Regions from separate parts of the Mus musculus genome. Here region 2 is linked to region 1. Evidence: chromatin contacts called from public Hi-C data. All regions are on one chromosome and are shown on one strand. Each heading gives the region's core, a stretch centred on a gene start, on an enhancer-like site or on the middle of the called end of the contact. The rest is flanking DNA. Distances are from core to core; before and after follow the strand shown. Region 1 overlaps Zbtb20 (zinc finger and BTB domain containing 20). Region 2 has its middle 16 kb from the start of Gramd1c.

The links. Hi-C and Micro-C count contacts between places; a contact is called where the count stands out from the background.
Region 2: a contact with region 1 is called in a Hi-C map of the N1E-115 cell line, with 4 times the contacts expected there. The contact joins two enhancer-like sites. A contact is called at or near these places in 10 of 484 Hi-C or Micro-C datasets (3T3-L1-derived adipocytes, the HL-1 cell line, the N1E-115 cell line and 6 more) and 2 of 115 datasets of contacts at active chromatin or transcription factors (embryonic basal ganglia and oligodendrocyte precursor cells).

What each region holds. Positions count from the first base shown.
Region 1 is chr16:43,586,913-43,592,950 of GRCm38.p6, reverse strand. All of the region lies in intron 9 of Zbtb20 (zinc finger and BTB domain containing 20), which reads right to left. Among named protein-coding and RNA genes, the nearest start is that of Mir568, 51 kb to the left of the region's middle. Within about 2 kb of position 1,275, at least 71 of the 459 cell types and tissues checked have an H3K27ac peak or open chromatin away from gene starts, as enhancers often do. A contact at or near this core is called in the N1E-115 cell line, where this site is marked.
Region 2 is chr16:44,055,110-44,061,218 of GRCm38.p6, reverse strand. It overlaps a transcript of Gramd1c not described here. Among named protein-coding and RNA genes, the nearest start is that of Gramd1c, 16 kb to the right of the region's middle. Within about 2 kb of position 4,533, at least 18 of the 459 cell types and tissues checked have an H3K27ac peak or open chromatin away from gene starts, as enhancers often do. A contact at or near this core is called in the N1E-115 cell line, where this site is marked.

The sequences.
Region 1 (6,038 bases), core at 26-2,525:
ACTAGTCTTCTCTTTGGCTTTTCACATACTGGGTCTAAATTTATTGCTAAACTCACAACCAGGTTGTATATTAGTAATGTTTAAAAGTTTTCAGGTCAAACTGTTAAAAGTTTTTAAACCAAAAACAAGTTATTCAGTGTCCAGACAGGAATTTAAAAGGCTGTTTCTTCACAGAAGGGACTGTGATGCAGCCATTAGAATGAGCCCTTATTCCTCTGAAAACTGGCATGAGACTGTGACTATCTGCAGAGATCCAGCATAGAGAAGCAGAGAAGATCTTAATTTATTCTCAAAAAGAGAGAGAGAAAATACCAAATATCTCTATGGGATATTTGTTAGATTCTTCTTCTTTTTTTTATCTTGACTTTTCTGAAAAGTAATTAAAAATAATAATGAGAAAGATAAAATATGTCCTTTGTCTGAGAAGCCCAAAATAATGTAAAAAATAGCACAACGTGCTGGGTCAGCATCATGACTATTAATCATTTCACATTTGAAGCCAGAGAACAGAGTCGGGCCTTTGTGGACCAGTTATTTCATCTATAAATGAAGATGTTTATGCTCCATGGGGTTGTCTTGGGAGAAGCCAAGCAGAGTCCTAAGGCACACTGGGCTCCTGGGATGAGAGACTGCATATGAGAGGGGCTGAGGACATTAATAACATTCTGTGGTTGCATCACAGCTGTGGATGACTTCGCTCTGATGGCAGATACGAATCAAGGCCAAAGCTTGTACAGCCAACAAATATTTCCTGGCTTGGTCATTCTAGGGCTCTGAGGTCGACATGCTCTTGCAACCACTTTCTATGCGTGCTGATCTGATTTTCTGCTTTTCCACAACTCTCCCTGTCTCCTCACTTTGCTTATAGTAATGAAGGAATTCTTTCCTTTTCACGCCAGAAAATATTTCTGCCCTACAATCCTGCTAACTCCTCAAAGTGGAGACAGAGCTACTATTAAGAGTAGAAGGGGACTTGCCTTCAAATGTCATACTTGGCTAATTAGCTAATCTTTCTCAAAAGTAAACTTCGCTGGGATAATTTTTTCACTAGTGTACATCTCTGCTTAATTATTATTCTTTGGCATGTCATTTTGGTATATAAATTATCAACATGATCCTGTGCCATAACTGGTAATTTATACAGATAATATCAGGGAAAGAGGAAGCTCTCTGAGCTATTCACTGCTTTTCAGAGATAGATGGTCTTGCCTTTGCTGGCTTTGCTTACCAGGGTTTTTGCTTGTAAAAGACCACCCACTCCTGCTGCCAGGACAGCAATCTATGGCTCTTAATCAATAGTTAAGTGCACAACAATGCACAATAGCTGGGTCACTCTCATCCTGTGACTGTACAAAAGCTTCACAATGCCTTTGCAGTAGATGGAGAAGTCTCCACTTTAGTTTAAAGATCTTTAAGTTCCTAGGATTGAGACTATTTTCCAAGTCTTTAATTAGTAGAGTCATGTTTGAACTACTGTAACCTCGAAGACACATATCTGCAGAGTCCTTCTGATCATATTTTACCCTAAGAGCTTTCCCACTTTGGCTTCCTTGGTTTGCTCCTCTAATTTCACTTTCAAAACTTCTTGAGGCTCAGTGGCTGAACACTACACAGCATGGGCCTTATCTGATGTGCCGGCGCCTGGTGTGGCCTAAGACACACTGGTGTTTTGTTCTTACAGTACGGAACTGATGTTCTGAAACCTAGACTCCAACACAAAGCAGATCATTAGCTCATTTAAGTGTCTCTTTCTTTCCTCCCAGCCTCCTCCTACCCACCCCAATACTTCCTTAGTCTTATGTACTGGCAGCAGATGGCAACCATATTCCAAAGCTGAGTATATACAAAATCATGCCATGGAGAACAGAGTGGCTTCAAAGTTAGCCTTTCTATTCAAGTGGGATGGCAGAGACTTCTGGAACAGGGGACTCATCTCTCGTTCACTTAATCCTCTATTCATTCAGCCAGGAATTTGTTTTCTTACACATCTTTCTACTGTCCAGCCAGTTGAAGGAGGGTGGGTGTGAAGCAACTCTCTTGAGGGCCCCTCCAGCAGGAGGGCCCTAAGATTCTATGCCAAGCTCTTATTTCCCTGGGCCAGCTCTGCCTGCTGCGGATCCAATCATGCCATTCCCAGGGGAGGAGCTCTGGAGCATTGTGTGTGGGGGCTGGATTTCTCAAGAACCATCTCCTTGCTATACTAACAGTCATATGCTGCCTTCGCCAGACAAAGACTGGACCTGGGAAGATGATGAGACAAGAAAGAATGGTTGGGGCTGCACAAAACTGTACCCCATTTGACAGTGATGGAAAGCAGAAGTGGGAGATCTTTCCTTTTAGTTATTGCAAGGTTTTCTAGAGCTTTCACCCAATCATCTGTTTGAGCATCTTGTGAAGAACATCTATTTTCATATCTATGAACAAACAGGCACCAGATTATATTACAAAGTTGACCTTAACCCTGCCATATTGCTATTAAAATCAAAACATGTAGCGGTCTATGATCAAGAGAAAGCACTCTGTTTTCCCAGCATACAAACCTGAGGGTATCTGGGATGCACTTTGTTATGTAGGTCTGCTGAGTGGAAAAATTCAATTCAATATTATAACCCTGCAATATGCTCAGTAGTACAGTTCCCTGAGCTGCCCTATCTCCTTCAGTCATCCATTCTGCAAACACTGGCTGAACACCTACTATGGCTAAGCACTTTACTGGATCCAAGAGATGAGGAAATGGACAACAGCAGAGTTTGCCTGGATAAAACAGGCATTCAACATTTTAGCTGGGGCTGACCATTCAGCGGCACAGCAACTGCCTAGCAAGTGTGGGGCAACAGGTCCGCTTCCCAGAATGACAAAAATGAATGTATGAATAAGTAAATAATAAATTATTAAAATAAGGAGTTACAAGAACTGGCAAGGAGCCTTTGAGATGGATCAGTGGATGGAGATACTTGCTACTCCAGCTGATGACCTGAGTCCAACCCATGCCTCTATACGATGGAAGAAAAGAACGAGTAAGTTATCCCTGGCTTCTACACACATGCTGTGGAGTATGTGTGTGTCCCCTCCTCACATGTAATGCTTTTTTTAAAGCTGCCAGAGCATGGATGTTATGGCTAACCCCTTTCTGACTGGAGTTTAGGCCTGCTCCAAGGAGGGAGCTCATTCTGATACAGTAAACCTTGTCCAAAGCTTGTGGCTGGGAGACCATCGGTCCTAGGGAAACACACTCCCATCACTCGGATAAATGGACATGTGGTCAAACTGCCTTCTAAACAGTCATGTTTACACACACAGATCAGGGCTGCCTTCATCAGGGAGATTTGTTTTGCAGTAGGCAGTGGTTAAGCAGACACAAGAGAGCTGAGACTTCAATGGGACATCTACCGCCCTCTTCAAGACTCAGAGAACATCATCAAAGGGAAGAGGACTGGAAGGTGTGTCGCAAAAGAGGTATTCTAGAGATGACATATCACTGCAACAACAGGTATCCACATCAGTCCTGTACAAGAGTGCGTGCCTCAATATCTCTTCATGGTCAGAGGAGGGGCTCATGAGACTCCATGATTCCCTAAGGAACTACTGATAATTAATGCTGACCAGGGCTCCATGACATAACCTGTCACCATTGCCCATACAAGAAACTGTAACTAAACTTACAGAGTCATAACTACACACAAAAGACATTAAGGAGGGAGGGGGGCATTGCTGGGATTGAACAGTTTCAGAGGGAGAAGGAAAAGGATGGGAAGGTAATGGGTGTGTGCATGTGTGAAATGACTAAAATTCATTATATACACATATGAAGCTCTCAAATATTTTTAAAGTATATATATATATATATATATATATGCATCCATATATATTTCTAAGATTATTTGAGAGTTATATATTATATAAGAATATATTATTAATATTAAAAGTTATATGACACACACATATACTGGCTATGTTATTTGAATAACAGGAATGGTTCACCTTGCAGTGCTGCTTCTGACTCTTCAGAGGGTTTGGACCCCTGCTACCAAAAATATTCTGTCTTCAGTTCCTTCTACTGTTAGACGGGCTCCCTTCTTGGCTACAATACTGAGAGTTCAGATTGCAATGCTGCTGCTGCCTCTTCTTTTTTTTTTTCCCTTTTGGGTGGGATGGTAACTGTGAGGATCGTTACTCTGTGAGCTACACATATATTTTCTCTGTAAATATTGTACCATCTAATTTGCGTCTTTGGATTCTGCTGATTAGCCATCAACATGTGATTTAAGAAATTCTGCATGCAAGATGCAGAACTCATGACTCAGTAAGTTATCATTTTAAAGCTCTGACTTGGGATGTATACAGACTTGCACATAATCTGCTTTGGCTTTCAATCTGCAGCTATTACTGGAAGATTTGAAGATCAAGTTCCTCCATGTGTGTCCTTGCAATTCTACACCCACCAGCAGAAACACTCAGGAAGAAAGAGAAGCAAATGTCTAAAACCTCTCCACATACTGCCCCAAACTATGTGGGTACCACAGGACAGGAAGCAGGGACAAAGTCAGCAAGCCTCATTGAATTTATTCTTCAGGTTTTATTTTCCTCCTAACTATTGCAAACTGTTTCAGAAATGAAAATGGTACCCAAGCCAGGTAACTGAGAATAATTCTCATTTTCATCAAACACATTTACTTTTTCTAACTGCACCTGATTTTGAATGATCTCAAAATACTCTAAAGTCATCAGGAAGACTGTCTTTTAAAGATATATATGTATGTATGTGTACATACATACATATACATACATAATACATGTATACATACATACATACATATGTGTATACACGCACATTTTTGCTTGGATTTCTCTCTGCAGAAGGCTCTGTGATATGGCAGAACAATGGTCTGCCTGTTTTAAGGTTTGATCTATGATATCTTCATGAATCTGGCCATGGGAAGCTTACACGGGGTGTGTGCAGGCTGGCATCTGAGGGAGAGAGTAAACCTCTCCATTCCATTTCCCATTATTTGAAACTCTCTCACTGATCCGAATGCAGGTGAGCACCAGGAACTCAGTTGGGTAATGTTATCATTCAACATTATCATATTATTTTTTAAAGCTTTCTCACACCAAGAAAAAAGACATTTGGAAGGCTTTTTTGTTTTAAACTTTTCTGAGTACCAGATAATTTCTTTATCTATGATATGTGGTGTTTTATAAGGATGCTGACAGTGTACTTGACATAGACTGGGTACTTATTAAATATTAGTCCTTTTCCATTTTAAGTAAAGTAAATCAACAAATGTAGAGGTGTTTTGTTTGTATGTTTGTTTGTTTATTTGTTTTTTTAGAGGTCAAAACAACCACCAGAAGATTAGTGGAGAGACTTCCTGACCCACAGAGACCTGAGTCCAGAAGGGGCACTTGAAGCCATTTCTTCTACAGACTGAGGTTTTTGAGTTTCAGTGGCTCTCAGGAAGTTTGGGCCCTGATACAACTGTCATTTAGGTTGCTTTAATTCAAGTCGACATTTTCTTCATAATCTAAAACACCCAAATGGACACTAAGCATGGCAGTGCCACCTGCCTGTAATCCTCACACTCCAGAGGAGGAGGCAGAAAGATCCAAGGTTCAAGTCTAGCCTGGACCATGAGACGCTGCTTAAAAAATACAAGAATAATAAAAGTGGAAGCAACTGAAGCTAAGGAAGAGGAAGAGGAAGAGGAAGAGGTACTAGCTGAAGGTCAAAGCCACTGGTGCGGGTGCAGTTTTGGAGCTTTCCATACAACCCTGCACCTAATCTGTCTGCACAATAGCCCATGGGACATGTATATTATGAATGTGTAGATGCCATGCATACAAGGAAATCACAATAGAGGACGGTAATTAGAAGTGTGTTAAACTGCATTCATAGACTAAAGTCCATGTATAACTAGACCATGGCGTTGAGAAATCTCTTCCTGAACAACACATGATCTCAATCTTAGCCCACAAATAACACACCCAAGAAATAGCTGTTCTCATCCTGGGGTTCTCAACCCATTTGGGGATCACAT
Region 2 (6,109 bases), core at 3,284-5,783, 470 kb before region 1:
CGAGGTTGGTTTTCTCCATTCACCTCATGGGCTCTGGGTATTGACCTGAAGTCTTCAGGCTTAGCAACTAAATGTCCTCACCTGCTGAACTATTCACCAACCTAGGGCAGTGATGTTGATGGCCAAGGTCGAAGTGAAGCAAGCCCAGCAACCCTTGTTGTTTGTTCTGTGTAAATAACTCCCCAGAGACCATGAGCGGTAACCGTGCTGATGGGAGCCATGGGGATTTGCTAGTGGATGTATCTCCAGCAAGCGTTGAAGTTAATTCATTAGCTATGTGACAGAGACACGAAAGTCAACTTTTTTCATGAAGTTATTTTCATGACGGAGCTGAAGAGATGGCTCAGTGGTTAGGGGCACTCGTTGTTCTTACGGAGGACTGGTGTTCAATTCCCAGCCCCCGCATGGTGACTCACGACTATCTGTGACTCAGTTCCAGGACATCTGAGGACAGCAGGCATGCGCACAGTGCACAGACACACATGTCGGCAAAGCACCATACGCATCAAACAAACAAACAAACAAACACGTAAGAAATTGGAGAAACGATCTGAAGATTTGGGAGAAGAGGGAATCCTTATAAAAATTAATAAATACTGTATTTCTAACTGGGTCAAATTATAGACTTTTGTTTGTTCCTCCCCCCGCCCCCGTGTCCAGGTTTGTCGATCCCTCCTTTGGTGGGTGTCCTTCTCTGTACCCTAGCATGGTTTGTGAATCTTTCCCTCCAGAGAGCCACAAATCAGTGTCACCAGGGTTGGCACCTTCCATGGTTACTTCATAGGATTTAAGAGCCCGGGCTTAAATTGGGTAGACTTAACACATTTGATCTACTGCCTGGTGCCCTCGGTGCTTTTCCTTGTAACCCCAAGGAATGGCCTTGCTATGAAGAAGGCTAAGGAACAGCAATAGTAATGATGTTCATGGAGCCCGGTGCGTCATGATCTCTTATAATGCCTGCTGTCCATCATCCTCCCCATCTTCCTTCCAAATACGGGCATTGCAGATACTTCTCCACAGTGGCCATACTCTCATTACATTGCTTTTTTTTTTTTTAACGTCTTTTTTTTTCCCTTCTCGCTCAAGCCCTGCTTGCTCCAGCCCCAAGATTTATTTATTTATTATATGTAAGTACACTGTAGCTGCCTTCAGACATTCCAGAAGAGGGCATCAGATTCCATTACAGATGGTTGTGAGCTGCCATGTGGTTGCTGGGATTTGAACTCAGGACCTTTGGAAGAGCAGTCAGTGTTCTTTAACCACCGAGCCATCTCTCCAGCCCCCTATTTTTTGTATTTCTAGTACCAGCAACTACCTAGCAAATGGTAGTGGTTGGAAGATGTTTGCTGCGTGTATACATGACAAATGGGAGGAAGCAAAGACATTCGTTCCTGTCTTTTGTGAGCATATATGTGTTTGTGGTGTATGAATATGTGTACGGGTCAATGTGGGGTATCTTGTCAGTCACCCCACCTTATATTTTGATAAAGGTCTCTGTTGAACATAGAGCTCACCAATTCAACAAGATTTACTTGCCATTGAGCCTCAGTAGTCCACCTGTTGCATCACCATCTGCACTAGACTCATGCCCAACTTATATGTGGATGCTGGGGTGGGGTGGGGTGGGGCGTTTAAGTCTGGGTCCTCAGTCCTGTTCAGGAAGCACTTTGCCAACGGAGTCATCTCTCCAGCCACTAATTTCCATCTTCTAAGTGTTCAAATATTTTTTCTTTAGAAGTTAATTTATTGGACTGGCAGGATGGGTTAGTGGTGCCTACCCCTAAACCTGACCACGGGAGTTCGATCCTCGGGGCGCACATGACGGACACACACAAATAAATAATTTAAGGTGTTTATAAAAAGAAAGCTTAAAAATGAAATTTAAAAGTAATTTATATATTCAGAACACGTTTTTCTTTTAAAGTGCCATTTGTGGATAAGAAACTTAAATTGTTGGCGTTTATTTGCAGATAGTAAATGAAGGGGATTCAAGTCTTGCGACGGAGCTACAGGAAGAGCCCGAGGAAAGTCCTGGCCCTGTTGTGGATGAGAATATAGTATCAGCCAAAAAACAGGGACAGAGCACACATAATTGGAGCGGCGACTGGAGCTTTTGGGTAGTATCTTTTAATCTTGAATACAAATTCTCTTTAATTCTACAACAATTTATTTAATCCTTTGTGGTTAGCTTCAAGATTTCAGATGTTGTGACTTCCGAGACCCAATGACAGTTCTCACTAATTTTCGTTTGGCCACTAGAAGGCGCTGTTGTCTGGTCGGTGGAGTGCAGTGATCTGTTTGTCTCCTTGTGAAAATACTGCCTTACAATTGGACTGTGTGCTTAGTGTTATCAGCCGTATTGGAAAGATGCTAACATCGCATAAACTATGTTTCTGAGTCCAAGCTATTTTATGTAATTTTCATTCAAGGAATCGGTTCCCGTGGCAAGCACAGCTTCACAATGCATGCTCTGCAGTGTGTAATGGCTAGAAGATGGGTTATTAAGTTAGATCTTCAGATCTATCTTAAGTGTAACTCTGTTATCCTTCCAGTTTCCCCACATAAAAAGAGACTACGACTTCCCAGTAGGCACACTGAGACTGTGGAGTGTAATAGGAGAACGTGTCTGTCACTGTGTGAATGCTAACATTTGTTATTTTAATGGCTCATTCCAAAGCCAGCAATTCCTATGAGGATTTTGGTATTTGATAGAAATATCATGCCTTACAACTAGAAATGAGGTTTAAAGAGCGTCACACAGCAACCATAATTCCAGTATTGGTTTACGGGAAACCCACCTTGGGTATCCTGTATCCATGAGAATAGTCATTAAAGGACATGGTATCAACAGGCTATAAAGAGTAGTACACAGGCTGCCATCCTCTTTATAATTAAGAAGTCAGTGCATGGCTGTTACTGACTCTTCACACAGCTAGTAAGCTCTTACTTCCTCGTAGTAAAAGACTTAACATCATAAGGCTATGTTTTATTTTTGGTTAGCCACAACCTAAGGAAAATATGTTATTGCTAAGAAATACACTAAAATAACATAAACAAAATCATGCCATTTGTATCAACTATATCATTCTTGGAAACTTAGAAAAAAATCTATATATCATTTAGAAACTTTTATGGGTAGGGGAGAGACAGAAGTATCCTAAGTTGTCCAGGCTGCTCTCCTATTTGCTATGCGGCTAGGGCTAGCCTTGGACTCCTGAGACTTAGTTTTTTTCCCCTTTTGTTGAAAACAGATTTTCCCCCCTTTACGTAATATATTCTGATTGTGGTTCTCCCTCCCACCCTCTTCCCAGGCCCTCTCCACCTCCTCGCTTGTCTGAGTCCACTTCCTTTCTGACTCTCATTAGAAAAGAGTAATAATAGAATGTAACAAAATACAATATAATAAGATAAATAAAAAACTATCATGTTGAGGTTAGAAAAGACAAACCAGCAGAAGGAAAAGAGCCCAAGAGAAGGCACAAGAACCAGAGACCCACTTGTTCCCACACTCGGGAGTCCCATAAAAACACTAAGCTAGAGGCCACAACATATACACAGAGGACCTACATGTTGCATGGATGCAGACCCACGCAGGTTCTGTGTTTTTGCCTCGGTGTCTGTGGGTTCATATGAGTTTACTCATGTTGCCTTAGAGGCCCTCGTTTGCTTGGTGTCCTCTATCCTCTCTGCCTCTTACACTCTCTCTGTCCCTTCTTCCTGTGGCTTACCTGAGCTCTAAGGGGTAGGGAGAATTTGATGGGGACATCCCATTTAGGGCTATGTGTTCCAGGATCTCTCATTCTCTGTGTAAAGTCTGGCTAAGCTTATTTTTTGTAGCTGATATTGATGTAACTGAGGAAATTTTATAGCTCTGAGGGTTAAGTAGCTGTGGTTACTCTTGGATGACTTAAAGCAAGACAGTTATAGAAGGAAAGAACAACAGAATAACACTTTGGAAACCAGACGCTTGCATCTGAAGGTGTAGGGGGCAACAGAACCATCGCCGTCTATGATCTGGATAAAATACAACATCTTGGGCTCAATGACTAGATTGAGATGTTTGTTTGTTTGTTTGTTTGTTTGCTTTACAAGATGTCCAGATGACTTACATGTTTTAAAATTTGCAAAGCATCAAAGGTCTTCATTGCCTCTGTTTAGGTCTCTAAGATAATTTCACAGTCTTAGGAATTTTTGTATACATTCACATTGAATGAACTTAAAGATCAGAATGACATCTTGAGAATTTGAGAGACTTTCCCAGAAGTTAAGGAACCTTTGGAACTGATCCAAACACCAGAACATTCTAGACCAGAGAAACAAACCTTAAAGACCCTGCTCAAGATTAATTAGAGTTCTGGTAGACACAGCTATGAACATGATTCTCCACCTCTTCATCTGGAGTTTCCTCGGTATGCTTTTGTCATATTTTAATAGGCTTATGTAAGTTGATGAGATCACTGAAGATACAATAACTGCTTGAGGAAGATACCTGGGAAGCAGCAAGGAATGCCAGCACTCAGGTAGCATAGCCACTCGGGCTGCCTAATTCAAGGGCCCAGTGTCTGTGTAGTTAAGTCATTCCTTAGTGTGAACCCGTGCTCCGAGGAAGGTACTGTCGGCAGACTTCATCATTGTGCAGCCAGCATAAAGTGCACTAATACAGACACACATGATCAATTATGATGCGCCGTCCACAGATGTGCATGCTAGACCTCCATAGGGCGGGCAGTTCTGGCACTTCAGGAGGTTCATCTGCAGTAGCATTGCCACAGACTGGTGAGCAATGTGTCGCACCGTGACATTATGACTGATGCAGCGTGACTAGGTGATAGGAATTATTTTAGCTTCCTATAATTTCATGGAATCATGTTGCGAGAGTTTTACTACCCTGCCTTATGCTCCTGCGCAGGCCGCACTTCCAACCAACCGCCCAGGGAATCTTTGAATCCGCAGATGAAAGACACACAAACATTAGCTCATCTTTAGCTTCTCTTATTGGCTCAGTGGATGGGCTCTTCTAAGCCTTTAGCAGCTACTACACCCATCTCTTTACTCCTAGCTCAACACCTCTAACTCTGCCCTCAGCTTAGTTGCCCGGTTACCTTCTGTGAAGCCCAATGGTCCTGCTGCCCAAGAGGCTTTCAGATTTCTCTCCCAAGTATCTTCCCTTCCTGCCTTCTCCTGTCTCCTAGGAACCTGGAAGTCCCGCCTCTTTCTTTCTGCCCAGCCATTGGCTGCTGGCATCTTTATCGATCAATCAAGAACCAATTGGGGACATGGACCTTAGCATGTGGCCACCCAGATTCCCGATCAAAGCATCAAACCACACCCTCTACAGAACCGCCCCAGCGTCTACATCTGGAAGCTTTCTGAGTGGGCGGGGTTGGAGCGAGGAGGAAGAATGGGGTTAACTGTATCAGTATATAGTCTACTTAAAAAAAAAAAAAGTCCACTGTTGAAGAAACTCATTACACAACATACAACTGTTACCATAACCAAGAGAATGATGTTTAGGAAGTCTGGAAGAAATTTTATTTCCACCTACTTTAATTCAATCTGGTTTCTACCATGGACTCTTCCATGTTGCTTGATTTTCTTTTCTTATGATAATGTCAGAAAATCAGTACAATGCAATAAAAAGGCAGAGTTCACAGAATTCAGACTCAACACCAGGAAGACCTGGTAGTGTAGCAGGAACGTTCTCACGAGGCAGGAAATGTGTCGTTTAACCCAAATCAAGAATGCCAGGGCCATTTCAGAGTCGGGGAACCAAGAGCTGTGTCCCTTTTTACTTTACAAAGATGACAGTTGTCTGTCTCTATAAGAATACAACTCTAATAAGTTTCTTTTATTTAAATTTTCTTTAATGGGTGTAAATCCAAGGTCCTAGTGTACGTTAGGACAGAGCTTCACCTCTTGGCTCTTGTTCATAGTTCACAGTTCATGTGCCGGTTGGCTCAAGCAAAAGTAGATGAAGTATCAGGTTTCATGCGGCATCATAGCTACCAAAATTTCTTTCGAGGATGCAGTGCCAGGTAGGTTTGTACTGCTTTTCAAACTCCTTGTTATGGGCTGTCTGGTCCCTCCCCTGTTTTCTTCTTTTAATTCC